Regions from separate parts of the Pan troglodytes genome. Here region 2 is linked to region 1. The links are chromatin contacts, called in public capture Hi-C maps. All regions are on one chromosome and are shown on one strand. Each heading gives the region's core, a stretch centred on a gene start, on an enhancer-like site or on the middle of the called end of the contact. The rest is flanking DNA. Distances are from core to core; before and after follow the strand shown. Region 1 overlaps DDX25 (DEAD-box helicase 25). Region 2 overlaps RPUSD4 (RNA pseudouridine synthase D4).

Region 1 (7,036 bases), core at 3,021-5,520:
AGTGATATACCTCACACCAGAACAAATTACAGATGGACTAAAGCTGAGTATCTTTTTAAAGATAAAAATCACAATAACTAAAAATAAAATTAAACATGTTTTCTAGAGCAGTGCTAATATTCTAGAACCAGTAGACAATCAATTATTGATATATTTCATTACAAAAAATTAAATAACTTTGTGTGAAACAACTATAACACACTTTAAAATGCAGTCAGACTGAGATAGACAATATGTTGTCAGTAAAATAGAAGGTTAATGTCTTTATTTTATTTGGAAAAATAAATTCACACATATATTTCACACAACTTGACAAGGAAAACATTAACATCCCACAAGATAAATGGGCAAAGAACACTACAGATGCTTTTCAAATGATGAACCACTTTAAAAAATATAATCTTGTTTGTACTAAGAGAAACATAAACCAGAAAAGTTACCAAGCAATTTTAAAATGAAAATATCCCTTGCTGGTAAGGTGAGGTGAATTTGGTGTGCAACTATATATTGGTATAGCCAGTCTACTGAATGCAATGTAGCTCTAACAAAATCTGTTAAATGCTGTTAAAGTGCTTCTAGTTTTCGACCTGGTACTTTCACTTAATGTCTCTAATCTTAAGAAATAATTCGGAATATTGGGTGAGAAGATATTTACTGCAGCATGATTTATAATTAAAGCTTTGGAAAAATGGACATCCTATAAATGTTCAACAAAGTCAGCTATATGCATATTCACTAGATAGGACAATCTGGTCAATTATTGTTTTGAAAATATAATCCCAAACACTGTGTGGCAACATGAAAAAAAAACTTGAATGTTTCAAATAAAAAGATATAATACTATAATTAACCACAGATGTTTATATTAAGAACAGGACTATATCAAGCTGATAATTTTTATGATAAAGTCATTGGATTGTTGATATTTTGCTCTACTTTGCTGTTTCATTGCTTTTATAATATGAACATTAAATTAAAAATAATCCACATTCAGCCTAAGCTTGGTATAAAGAGATGGTCACATGGGGAAGGAACCAATGCATCTGAACGCTAAGACAGGGTGCAATTAGAAGTTAACCACCCCATTTTCATTTGTGGAAAACAATCTTCTTTTGTGCAAAGCTTCTCAGACTCATGTTGCTCCACCTGTGTAGCTATTGTGTGTAGGGTCCTGGAAACATGGTATCTTAGAATGGACACAGTCTCCGAGATCATTTTATTCTAAACTCCTGGTTATTCAAGAACCAGAACTACAGCATCTGATTAACTATTCATCTTCTGATTGATTGAATGCTCTCATGAATGGGGAGTTCACCACCTCACAAAGCAGCCTGCTCAGTCTGTGCCTTCTAAATCATGCCTGAGGCCATTATACATGACCTATACATGTTACCTCCGAATATAACAGAAAGTAGAGATTTCAAGCCATGATCACACACTACGGAACTGGAGTGAGGCAGTACCATTCTTTCTAGCAACAGAAAAATATTAAGCTCAAAATAGGAGACCATCCTCATTTATGAAAATTATATTCTAGAAACTGGAATAGAGAAACCCATGGTTATTCTACTGAACAGAAGTAATTATGGGCAAAGGTTAATTCCCAAAGAAAAATGCTACAGATAGTTGCCACGCTTCTCTAGAGACTTATGAAAACTTTCAGTTCTTCTGAATACAAGAGGGAGACAGAGCCCCTCTTCAGAGCTCATCTTTATTGTATCAGAGCCTCTGGCTGTTTCTAACCTCAGCAGAGATGGAAGGCTGATAAACTGGTAAAGGAGGGCCAGGCAGTTCCAGACATGGGCCCGTGGGCCCCTCCGTGGGTTTGCCAAACACAGTGGGACATCTCTCAGCCAAGAATCATCCCAGTTCAGGTGTGTTTTCTGTATTTCACTAGAAGAATCTAAAAGTTTAATGTTTAAAGGGGGATGGAAAATCCACATTAAAAATGGAGAATGGTGCTTCAGCCCCACCCACATTTAAAACTGATAGTTTGCAAAGCAGTAAGAGAAACCAGCCAATGGCTCAAACTGCATCTCTTCAGGCAGACACCAGGCAACACAGTGAGGGGCAGCGAAGGAGGGTGTGGGAAGTCCAGACCCATCCTTCTGAGGGACCCAGGCAGCACAGGAGGGTGGCAGGGGATAAGGCAGAACCCCGAGGGTGAAAACATCAACCTGCGGATGTGAGCAGCAGAACGGGAAGAGGAGTCAGCAGACAGAAATGAGAAGGGGAGGCTGGGCGCCGTGGCTGATGCCTGTAATCCCAGCACTTTGGGAAGCCAAGGCGTGTGGATCACCTGAGGTCACGAGTTCGAGACCAGCCTGACCAATACGGTGAAACCCCATCTCTACTAAAATAACATACAAAAATAAGCCAGGCGTGGTGGCATGTGCCTGTAGCCCCAGCTACTCGGGAGGCTGAGACAGGAGAATTGCTTGAACCGGGGAGGCAGAGTTTGCAGTGAGCCGAGATCACGCCACTGCACTCCAGCCTGGGCAACACAGTGAGACTCCATCTCAAAAAAAAAAAAAAAAAAAAAGAGAAGGGAAAATGTCAAATTCTCTCAGCCACGGATTAGCAAAAGTATAGAAAATGTTGGGGTTGAGTGCCTCTTGGATTCTTTCTAGGGCAAAAAGTTGGTATTCCCTGTAGCATAGAACAAGACTGTGATGATTTCATAGTCTGTGGGTTAATATGATATGAGGGTCTTGGATATACATCATTGTTCCCCAGAAGTAGTGGAGAGTTGAAGTGAGAGGGTTAGGATTGAAGAGGATCTGACCTTTCTGTTACTCCCTTGGGAAAAGCAGTATATGCCAGATGGCTGGGCTCCTGAAGACCCTCCTGCAAGGCTGAGCATGATGGGCTGTCTGTACAATGTGGGTGAGAACATAGTAATGCCCCCCGGTTCAGAGAGCAAAGTGCAGGCCCATCCCAACAGCTGGACTGTCTCTGCAGGGGTTCTCTTTCTAATCTAGGTCCTGACTTGAATCAAAAGGAAGGAGACTGAGCCTCTCAGAGGACCAGGAACCAAGCCAAGGCTTGACACAACCAGCCTCTCTCTCTCTGCTGTCTGGAAAGGTACTCTCACCACCCAGCACCCCCATCACTCCCCTAAGATTTTCCACTGTTGGTCACATGTGCAGAGACCGCCAGCAGCTTTCATGGTGACCGAGCTTTGCTGAGGAGGATCAACACTTTCTCATGACCAAAAGCAATAATGTCTCTTGAAAAGCAGCTCTCACACATCCTACCAGACTATGACCAACTTATTTGCCTTTCCTATTATTAATGGTTGCCTTAGATCCAGCAACTAACATCATAGCAGCCGTGTTCCATGCGAGGTGTTCACTCACCCACTGGAAATCACAGTCCTGCTCTACGTAATCATGAATTTCAATATGCTAACAGTCTTAAGCTGGCCAAGATAAACTTAATGGATTTGGTTTAGTATTTGGTGCCAAGAAACATACAGCTGATGAACCCAGCTCACAGTTGCACTGAAATCACCTGGTGTTTCCTTGCCTCTCTATCTACTGTGTCCTCAGGCAGGCACTGAGAGAGATGACCTTGGCCAGGCCATGCAGGAAGACGGGAAAATTGCTTACAGCTCTGACAGGAGCTGCACCCTGCAAAAAACAGCCTTTGGATTGTTGACTCACCGAACTAGCCAGTTCGTGTTAATGCAGCTGTGACACAGGATGGCTTTGCTGCCTCCTAGGTGGTGAGACAAAGGGACGTGAGGAGGGGGCAAAAGGGAACGCAGAAAAATACCTGGTTCATGCAGACCCGTGGGAACAGCTGCCAAACAAAAATTACTGAGGACATTTGTGAGGGTAACTGGCGGAGATCTTACCAGAGATTTGAACTGTAAAGGAAAGTGGTAAAGTTTTATTTAGGACACCCCAAGGCTGAGCTGAGCACGGTGGAAGGTCCAACTCGATTCTCGAATAGTAAGAGAACAAAGTATCTGGATACACTTCTCAGGCTCATTCATCCTGTGCCATATAATTGGGGTTCAAAACTAGGATGGAAAACCTAAAAAAAAAATTATTGGTGAATGAGGAAGTGGCAAAAGAAAAAAATATTTACTCAACAAAGACAAAGGTTCCTTGGGCACTTAGAATGCACTGGGCACTGTGTTAGGGGTATTGAGTGGACAAGAATGATCACCAGCTTCCAGTCCAGAGAGGAGGGCAGATGTAGGATAAGGAGAACCAGGATGGACACCGAGCAGCAGGAGTTCCATGTGTTACAAGTTCTGTCCCTGAGGGCCTCTCTGCCTGAGGGTCTCCCGCTGGAACGGCCGTCTTTGTTACCACTGCTCTACCTGCACTTGCGGCTCCCTTATGGAAGTGGGTATTTCTGGGCTCTGCCCTCGGAGAGTCTGCTTTCATCTGCATGGCGAAGGAAATCTGTATTTTTTTCCCCGGGCTCTCCAGGTAATTATGATAAGCTGGGTCTGGAACACTTCCTCTCATAGACTCAGGTTAGAAAGTTGCTGGGTGGTACAAAGTCCATGCTGAGAAGGCACAGTTGAATACATCCTGCTTTCCTGTAGGAGATCCTGAGTGTCCTTTCCTCTGGGAGCCAGCCTAGATGGTGTTAGGGTCCCTCCTCTGTGCTACACTAGTGATCTGGGCCCGCTTGCTTTAGCACAGTCTGTTATCATGCTGGCTTATTCTAGGTCTCTGCCATTAGGCTCTGAATTCCAACATGGCTGTTGTATCTCACTCACCTCCTTTTCCCTGGTGTTTAGCATAAAGGGTATACAATAAATATCTGTTGCTAAATGAGGGAGCGTGTTTTTTTTGAGATAGAGTCTCACGCTGTCGCCCAGGCTGGAGTGCAGTGGCACGATCTCGGCTCACTGCAATCTCGGCCTCCTGGGTTCAAGTGATTCTTCTGCGTCAGCCTCCTGAGTAGCTGGGATTACAGGCACGCGTACCACCATGCCCAGCTAATTTTTATATTTTTAGTAGAGAAGGGGTTTCACCATGTTGGTAAGGCTGGTCTTAACTCCTGACCTCGTGATCCGCCCTCCTTGGCCTCCCAAAGTGCTAGGATTACAGGTGTGAGCCACTGTGCCCAGCCACATGATGATTTTTATGTATTTCTGAGCCCTGCTCTCCAGGAGAAAACATTGGCAGGGTGACATGGAAGAGGAATATCAAAATAGATATGCCAGGAACCACCATCCCACCGATGACAGGGCCACTCACTGCAGCCACTGGTGCAGTTTGGTGCCGTGACAGAGCTGGTACCGGCGCTCTGGTTACAAGATCCGCTCCGGCTTTCTGGGGGACTCTCCATTTACCCCATCTTCTCAAGCTCACTACACTTTACTTTTGAGTAGGAAATATGAAAAATTAAAAAGTATCTCAATGGGCCTTGTGGGAAAATGTCCAGGATTCTCAGACATACCTTTAAATTCTTAAAAGCAAAAAACTTTTGCTCTCTAAAATGTTACTTCTTTAATAGGGTATGTGGGTTTTTTTTACCCTCCCCTGACTGCTTTTAAGAAATGCCCATAATACAGCCACACTTTTAGAGACTATGAAATAACTGATGAGGGAGTAAATCTTCTCTAATTTGAAGAGAAGCAAAATAGAAAAATACTCTGAAATTCTGTATGTCCCTTGAAACATTAAAGAAGTAAAATACTCTTTCTTTCAAATGCTTTCACTTTTTAAAAGTTTTCATCTGCACTTTCACTTAAGAACATGCATGTGCATGCATGGGGGAGTTTAAGGCGGGGAGCGGGGAAAGGCATAAATGGCTGGAAAGGGCACCTGTGAGTGAGGTCTGAGGACATGGGCTTTTTCCTACTCGCTCCGCTTCCAACATCAGCGAAGCTCTACCGCCCTCTTGTGACACAGTAAGATGCTCCCAAGAGGCACGATCTGCTCAGATTGCATCAACCAAATCCAAAAACACCCCCATAGCCCACATTGAGACATTACCTGTACAAAGATTAGAATAAGAAATAATCTTGCCTTTTTTTTATTCAAAAGGATCACAAGCTTCACATCAATTTGGTTTCAAAAAGACATCATGTCTTAAAACTAAGTACCGTGACATTTATTTTGCCATCTGTGACAGTTTCACGTCGAAAAAGCCTCAACATAAAAAAATTACCTTCAAAACCCACTGAGACATTCTCACATAAACTAGGATACTGCACAAACAATAAAGTTCTTTCTTCAATAGTCAATCTTTTCAATTTCATCCATGTCTTCAGCGTTGAGTTGCTTAATACTGCTGTCTAAAAGAACAAAAGAGAACAGAACTAGTCTTATGTCAGGGTCTAAATGGAACTTCATTCCATCCATATTTCTGAAGACAGTGATACCTCGTATAAAAAGCCTTGGTATAGGAACATAAGGAAGGAAGGGTGCCAAAATCACTGACCAATACTAACTCAAACAGCATCAAATGCACCAGACCATGGAATGTATGTATCTAGATATGCTGGGGCAGAGAAGGCCAGAGTGGAAGTGAGGAGATCCTGGGAGGGACTGAGGCTCTTCTACTGCAGTCACTTCCTGAGACCAGGGCCTTAGGAGCTCACCATAGCGACAGTGGCCTTAACGCATCTTCCTCACCCTGTCCTCCCCAGTTAGCCTAACACAGGGGCACTTAACCTACTTCCCTGAAAGGTCGGTGGATGTGCTACACTCAGTCTGCCAACCTGTGAAAATTATATTCCAAATGGCATGTGTGTGCCTGTGTGCACTTCCCTGGGGACAGCGCTTATTGCTTTCTACAAGGTTAAGTACCACTGTCCTGGAAGGTGTTCCTTCTCCCCTGCTCCCCAGCCACATCCATGGGCTTTGGGGCACAGGACAATTTGAACCATGGGACCTTTTGAGTTTCCATCAGAGAAATCTGCCAGTCCAGAGTTCCAGCAGGCCATCATCAGAGCCTGCCTTGTTTAGATGGGGGGCTGGAGGAAAGGTCGCGGACTTCAGAATTTAGGACTTTCCTGTTTGGGAGGGTGGGCAAGAGGAGGGAAAAAGCGTAAGTAAAAGAG
Region 2 (7,036 bases), core at 2,798-5,297, 270 kb before region 1:
CACATTTAATAGCATAAACTATTAGGGCTCATGATGAATAACAAAAATGTTAACATCACTTGGGAAATTCCAAGGATTTAGGTTCTCTCTCCCAGGAACCAAGGACGAAAGCAAGGCAAATTATTATAGAACTCTGAGTTTTCCTCTCCATCCCCCACTCCCTTAGTCATCTCTTGATGTCCTCTCTTAGGGATCCCTTCACCTTGCTGTCCCCCAGCAAGTGACCAGCCTTGGTGGCTGTCTGCATAGATGCCCCTGTTGGTTGTGGCCTTAGGATCCTTTCAGGCAAGAAGCCTTGAGATATTTCTGTTCACTTCCCTCCTGGCACCTGCTGTGGAACACTGTCATCTGCTGCCATCCTTGCAGTGGGAAAGGGATTTTAATCAGGGGTGATTATACAGATGGGTGAAGTTCTTCTTTCCCAGGTATTTTCTTTTTTTTTCTTTTTTTTTTTTTTGAGACCAAGTTTTGCTGTTGTCCCCAGGCTGGAGTGTGATGGCATGCTCTTGGCTCACTGCAACCTGCGCTCCCTGGGTTCAAGTGATTCTCCTGCTTCAGCCTCCCGAGTAGCTGGGATTACACGTGCCTGCCACCACACCTGGCTAATTTTTTGTATTTTTAGTAGAGACGGGGTTTCACCATGTTGGCCAGGCTGGTCTCAAATTCCTGACCTCAGGTGATCCGCCCGCCTCGGCCTTCCAAAGTGCTGGGATTATAGACATGAGCCACTGCGCCCGGCCTTTCCCAGGTATTTTCACATGCTGTGAGGGCACGGCCATGGTGACTTGTACTTAGTCAGATACACCCCGAAGGCTCAGCTGGCCCCTGCCTTCTCACCACCGTCGAATCTGTCCACACACATGCCCCTACCTCCTAGATGTATCTGCATCCCGAACCCCTGCATTGTTCATATGAGTTCTCGAGGACTAACCACCCTCCACACCTCTTGGGCTGTTTGCCTACTCCTGGCTCACTCTGTCGGACCTTCAGCAGAGGACTGCAGAATGCTTTGTCAGGAAACACAGGAGTGTGGAGACCAGCGAGGAGGCCGACACGGTCCTCTATGCAACATGTGACGGTGGCTTCCACTAAGCTGTCACTCCCCATTCCCACTCCCAGCCGTAGACAACTGCTAATCTATTTTCTGGAAATAGAAAGATTCTTATTTCCCTATAGATTTGCCTATTTTAGATGTTTCATATAAACAGAATGATAGAGTATGTGCTCCTTTGCCACTGGCTTCTTTGAGTTAGTGTCATGTGTCCAAGGTTCCTTCACAATGTAACACATGTCACTCTTTCACTTCTTTTTTTGTTGTTTTTGTTTTGAGACAGAGTCTCGCTCTGTGGCCCAGGCTGGAGTGCAGTGGCGTAATCTTGGCTCATTGCAACCTCCGCCTCCTGAGTTCAAGCGATTCTCGTGTCTCAGCTTCAAAAGTAGCTGGGATTACAGGCGTGTGCCACTATGCCCGGGTAATTTTTGTATTTTTAGTATAGACAGTATTTTGCCGTGTTGACCAGGCTGCTCTTGAATTCCAGGCCTCAAGTGATCCACCCACCTCGGCCTCCCAAAGTGCTGGGATTACAGGTGTGAGCCACAGCACCTGGCCAGTATTTTACTTCTTTATATTGCTGAATAATATTTCATTGTATTGATATACCAAATTTTGTTTATCGATTCATCAGTTGGTGGCTGTTTCCGCTTTTTGACAATTGTGAATCACGCTGCTTTGAACATTCATGTATAAGCTTTTATGTGGATGTGTATTTTAACTTCTTGGGTACCTACCTAGGAGTGGAATTGCTGGGTCGTATGGCAACTCTGTTTCTAGAGCTGCCAGACTGTTTTCCAAAGGGGTTGCACCATTTTACATTCCCAGCAACAATGTATGAGGGGTCCAGTTTCTCACCAGCACTTGTTATTACGTATCTTTCTGATTACAGCCATCCTAGTGGATGTGAAGTGGTTTCTCACTGTGGTTTTGATTTGCATTTCACTAGTGGCTAATGATACTGAGCATCTTTTCATGTGTTTGGTGACTATACATCCTAAAGAAATATCTATGCAAATCTTTTGCCCATTTTTAAATTCAGTTATTTGCTTTTATTATTAATTTGTAGGAGTTCTTTATATATCCTGGATTCCACTTTTTTGTTTGTTTGAGACAGAGTTTCGCTCTTGTTGCCTGGGCTAGAGTGCAGTGGCGTGATCTCGGCTCACTGCAACCACCGCCTCCTGGGTTCAAGTGATCCTCCTGCCTCAGCCTCCCCAGTAGCTGGGTTTACAGGCATGCACCACCATGTTCAGCCAATTTTTGTATTTTTAGTAGAGATGGGGTTTCGCCATGCAGGCTGGTCTCAAACTCCTGACTTCAAGTGATCCCCCTGCTTTGGCCTCCCAAAGTGCTGAGATTACAGGCATGAGCCACTGCGCCCAGCCTGGATACCACTGTCTTATTAGAGGTATTGTCTGCAAATATTTTTTCCCTTTGTGTTGTCTTTTCACTTTCTTGATTATATTATTTGTAATAGGAAAGTTGTCGATTTTGATGTCGTCCAATTTTTCCTTTTGTTGCTTGTGCTTTTGGTGTCATATCTAAGAAACCATCACCTAATAGAAAGTCTTGGAGATTTCCTTCTGTATTTTTGTCTAAGAGTTTTCTAGATTTAGGTCTATAATCCTAAATCATTTCTGTGTGTGGTATAAGGATGGTGTCCAATTTTGACTGGGTAGCCAGCCGTCCTAGCACCATTTGTTGAAGTCTGTTCTTTCCCAAGTGTAATATTTTTGTAAGTTGTGATTTTTGATGGTTACACTGGGTCAAATATAGACAATTTCATAGGGTAAAATGTAGTTTTATTACTGTATTAATATGAACGCAGTAAAATGCATTTTCTGATGTTGCCACCAGATGGCAGCAGTACTCCAGCTTTTATCCCTCTCCAGGCTAAGCTACTACAAAAAATGGGAACATGATTTAATCGAGTATGAAGTATCCCGCACAAGAGCCTTACCATCTTTTTCTAACCCCCTGATAACCCTCACCGTGGCTACTCCAGCGTTGTAAATCTCGGCCCCCTACTTTTTTAGCTAGCCTGACGCTGGGTTTTCTGTTCTCTCGTGTAGGATGGAGTAGTAGGAGGTCATGTTTTGGGCTCTTTGAGTGAAGTTGAAATAGAATTTGATTCCTACACACTCAGTGAGAAGAGTGTTACATGTTCATTATAAAAATGTAGAAAATATAGTCAAGCTGTCCTCAACTACCCAAAAGCCTAATAGGAACAGGCATTTACCCACTACGTGAGCTCAGTGTAGCTAAACGTCAAGCATTCTTAGCTCTTTGCTGATTTAATTTTGGTTTAAGGTAGTAAAAAGTTGCTATCTCTGCTGATCAGATGCACTAATTGATAGTTATGTACAATTTTCACTAAGCACAATCAGGTAAATGGATTATTTCCCTGCATTATTTACTAAATAGTGGAGAGAAAGTAAGAGAGTGACAGCTTGGATGCCTCTGCTACAATGATGTGTCTTCGACACGTAAGTGTGTGAGTGCCAGCCCCGGCTGTTCCCTTCATCCTCTGCTGTTCTTGGGTGACGAACTTCCCCAGGGCAGGCCTCACTCCTGCCATTCCTGCAGGATCCTCTGCCGCTCCCACGGCCTGTCTGACATGGACTGAGGGGTCCTCAGACCCCTTAGGTCTCTGCACATCTCACCTGCTGCGCCTGTGGGCCTCTGAACCCCAGCATCAGAGCTACCCAAGCACCCTCTTTCCCCAAGGCAAGCTAACCAGACTGTCCCAGGGAGCCGTGAGGGGGACCGAGAAGTGGGCAGCCAAGACAGCCTCCCATGCAGGGAGCCCACCGAGGCCCAGCTCCGACCTGGAGCCGCGTCCTCTTTCAGCAGGCTGGGAGCGATTACCGTCTGTCCATCAGCAGCTTCAAGGAGCCAGTGATGACCTGGGCCATTCAGGGAGCCAGCCTGGGGGAAGGGGCTCCCGCTTTGATGTGCTCAGCGAGGTCAGAGAGCAAGCAGGGGGGAGGCCCACGGGGAGAGCGGCTGGCACTGCCTCCTCTCCCATCCAGGTTTCCAGGAAGACGCCAGCTTGTCCTCATCACCTCTTTCATCTCTCCGTTCTCTGGGGCTGGTTCTTGTCCTCTCGGGCCTCCCTGCCGCCCAGGTGGACAGCCTTGGGCCCCTCATCCCAGACCTCCAGCCTGTGTTCCGAGGAGCTTGTGGTGGCCAGACCCATCCACCCACTTTCTCTGTAGTTGGCTTTAAGGGGCATGTGGTCATCACTTCATGCATACAACACCGCTCTGAGGGTCAAGCGAGAATCTCCCCCTTGGAATCAGGGGCTCCCCATGCTGGAAGGGGACTCAGGCTGTGGGCATCACCCCCATGCTGGGATGCTCCAACTCCGTTGCTAACAGACAGCTGCCAAGCCTGGGCTCACTCACTCACAGCTGCCAGGGACTCACTGGCCACTGAAGGTGCCACCTTCATGGGAAAGAAGACAGAGGAAAAGAGAGGGCGGGAGCTGGAAGGTGGCAGGAGGACAGAGAGGGAGCGAGCCACTGTGCCCTGGGCTCTGTGCGGTCCTCCGAGCCTCTGTCTCACACCAGGGCCTCGGTCAAGCCGTGTCTGAAAGGCTGCCAGCCCGTCCTGGCCCTGCCGGGGAGTCTGGCCTTTTTCCTGCCTAAAGTTACAGAATTTTCCAGAAGTATCCTTGGGTTTATTTTCTGGAGTTATAAGCCAGATTTCCCTTGTCACCCTACTTCTCCAGCCTAGGAAAGAAAATTCCAAGAGAGAAAGCAAGCAAGAGGCTTAGAGGGCCTGTGATCACAGCTGAGACTCACTCTTCCTTTCCCTACTCCCACACGGACCCCCGAAAGCCAACACTTGTGGTAATTTCTGCATTCGACCTTTGTGGCCTATGTGGAGCCTGTTATGTTTAAAAGCTCCCCATAATAGCCTTGTGAGGGATATACTATTCTTCCTTGTTTTTATTTCCATTTTACAGATGATGAACATGAAGCCCAGAGTGGTCCATTGATTTCCCGAGGCCACATCTGTACACAGCAGAACTAGGTTTTGACCCATCCGTCTAACTTGGGAGCCCCACTCTTAACCTGTGTTTCTCCAGTGAACCAGGTGCTGAGAGACCAAAAGAGAAGTCCCGATTCTCCTCTCTCCAGCCTTCCCAGATCCCAGCCAGGGATGAGCGAGTGTACACTTGGAGCAGGAAGGCAGGTCTCCTAATGGAAAGACAAGGCAACTGGGTTCTTTTTAAATTCTGCCGCTAGCTAGCTGTGTCACCATCTTTCCAGACCTCAGTTTCCTCACCTGTAAAATGGGCAGTTGAGACAAAGTTGATGATCTCAGTCTCTAGATAAGACAATCTCTGAGATCCTTTCTAGTTTCAAGACCCTAAGTCTGGTTATGCCGAGATTACTTATTCGGGAGAAGACACAACACCCCTAATCCCTTACTAGAACCCACAAATTCAGCATCTCAGAGAAGGGCAGTGTAGAAACTCAATGTTTGGATCCAGTTTAGAAATCCAGACTGTACTTGGAAGTGAAGCCTCCCAGAAGGGACCTGGACATCGGGCCTTTTACTATCCTGCCCGGGCCCTTCCCGTCCTTTCTGGGGCCTGGCATCCCAGGCAGTGACTGGTCACACTGCAGCTTGCCATAACAAAATATCACAGTTTGCTGGGGCTGCCATAACGAAATATCACAGCCTGGGTGGCTTAGACAACAGAAATTCATTTGCTCATGGTTCTGGAGGCTGGAAGTCCAAGATCCAGGTGTTGGCAGGCTTGGTTTCTCTGGAGGCCTCTCTGTTGCTGATGGCTGCCTTCTCTGTGTGCGCTCACACAGCTTCTCCTCGGTGTGGCCTGTGGTCTGATTGCCTCTTCTTACAGGGACACTGGTCAGAGTGGGTGAGGGCACGTCCTCGAGGCTCCATTTCAATGGACTCACCCCCTTAAAGGCTTATCTCCAAGGGTCGTCACATTCTGAGGTACTGGGGTTGAGGCTTCAACACAGGAATTTGGGAGAGACAGTCAGCCCATAGCACACACCAGCCACTGCTGGGGAAGGTGGTCACAGCAGCAGAGGCTGGCTTCTATCGGACACTGGCCGCGAGCCAGGCACGGTGCTGGGGCTGTGCTGTGTAAGCTCATTGAATCCCGCAGTGCTTCCACAAAGGAGATATTTCAGAGATGAGGAAATCAGCTTGGGCAGACTGCCTGAGGGCACGCACCTAGAAAGCCAGGAAACAGGCCTGGACGCATGGCCTTACCCACGGTGCTATGTTGCTGCCCGATTAGATTTCTAGCACTTTCTCTAGAGGAGGAGGGTCATGCGGTTACGCTTTTTGGGGCCATTAGTCTGTTTTTCTAGAGTCCTAATGGGAATGAAGAACAGCCCTAACTCTGCTATTCTGACTGTAGTTTGGGGGAGAACTAGGAAAGGAAAAGCAGAAAAAGGGGGTCAGTTCCTCCACACTGCATATGGAGAAGGGCATTCCAAGCTGAATTAGTGGCTTTGACTCCGGAGAGGGCAGGCCGTGCCCAAGTGGTTGTTAGAACCTCAGGAGCACATGTGAGGAGCTCCCAGGCTAGCTTAGGAGATGGCCTCGGAAATGGGAGGGGGCACAGTTGTTTCCCAAACTGGGCGGGACTTGGGGAACCCCCATCTGGGATTGTCCACCATAGATGTGAAGACCAAGGGCTCAGGGAGTGAAGGTCATGGCAGATACCCCCAGCCAAGGTGGCTGGCCTGGGAGTGGGAAGATGCCAGGAGAACACAGCATGGCCAGCAGCTCCCTGGGGCTGTCCGACAGCTCCTGAAGGGCCTTGGGTTCCACACGGAGTGTGGGGTGGTTTGAAGGTGTTGGCATGAAGCCAGTGCTCCTTGGTTCCTGGTGTGGGGGCCAGAAGCTCAGAATACTGGGGCTAAGGGAAGCCCCTACATCTGACATCAATTCCTTTCTCTGTCCCCAAATGGGGGCTGGAGTGGGGAAGGG

Evidence for each region. Capture Hi-C pulls out chosen DNA fragments and counts their contacts.
Region 2: a contact with region 1 is called in a capture Hi-C map of stem cell-derived neural stem cells, with 8 times the contacts expected there. The contact joins two enhancer-like sites. A contact is called at or near these places in 6 of 7 Hi-C or Micro-C datasets (blood, induced pluripotent stem cells, a lymphoblastoid cell line and 1 more) and 1 of 1 other capture datasets (stem cell-derived neural stem cells).

What each region holds. Positions count from the first base shown.
Region 1 is chr9:127,855,010-127,862,045 of NHGRI_mPanTro3-v2.0_pri, reverse strand. It overlaps DDX25 (DEAD-box helicase 25), which reads right to left. Exons shown (of 12, transcript NM_001246450.1): 12 at 5,978-6,268. The coding sequence ends at 6,207. Among named protein-coding and RNA genes, the nearest start is that of VSIG10L2, 20 kb to the left of the region's middle. Within about 2 kb of position 4,270, at least 1 of the 24 cell types and tissues checked has an H3K27ac peak or open chromatin away from gene starts, as enhancers often do. A contact at or near this core is called in stem cell-derived neural stem cells, where this site is marked.
Region 2 is chr9:128,121,257-128,128,292 of NHGRI_mPanTro3-v2.0_pri, reverse strand. The region is part of intron 7 of RPUSD4 (RNA pseudouridine synthase D4); the gene reads left to right. Among named protein-coding and RNA genes, the nearest start is that of RPUSD4, 18 kb to the left of the region's middle. Within about 2 kb of position 4,047, at least 1 of the 24 cell types and tissues checked has an H3K27ac peak or open chromatin away from gene starts, as enhancers often do. A contact at or near this core is called in stem cell-derived neural stem cells, where this site is marked.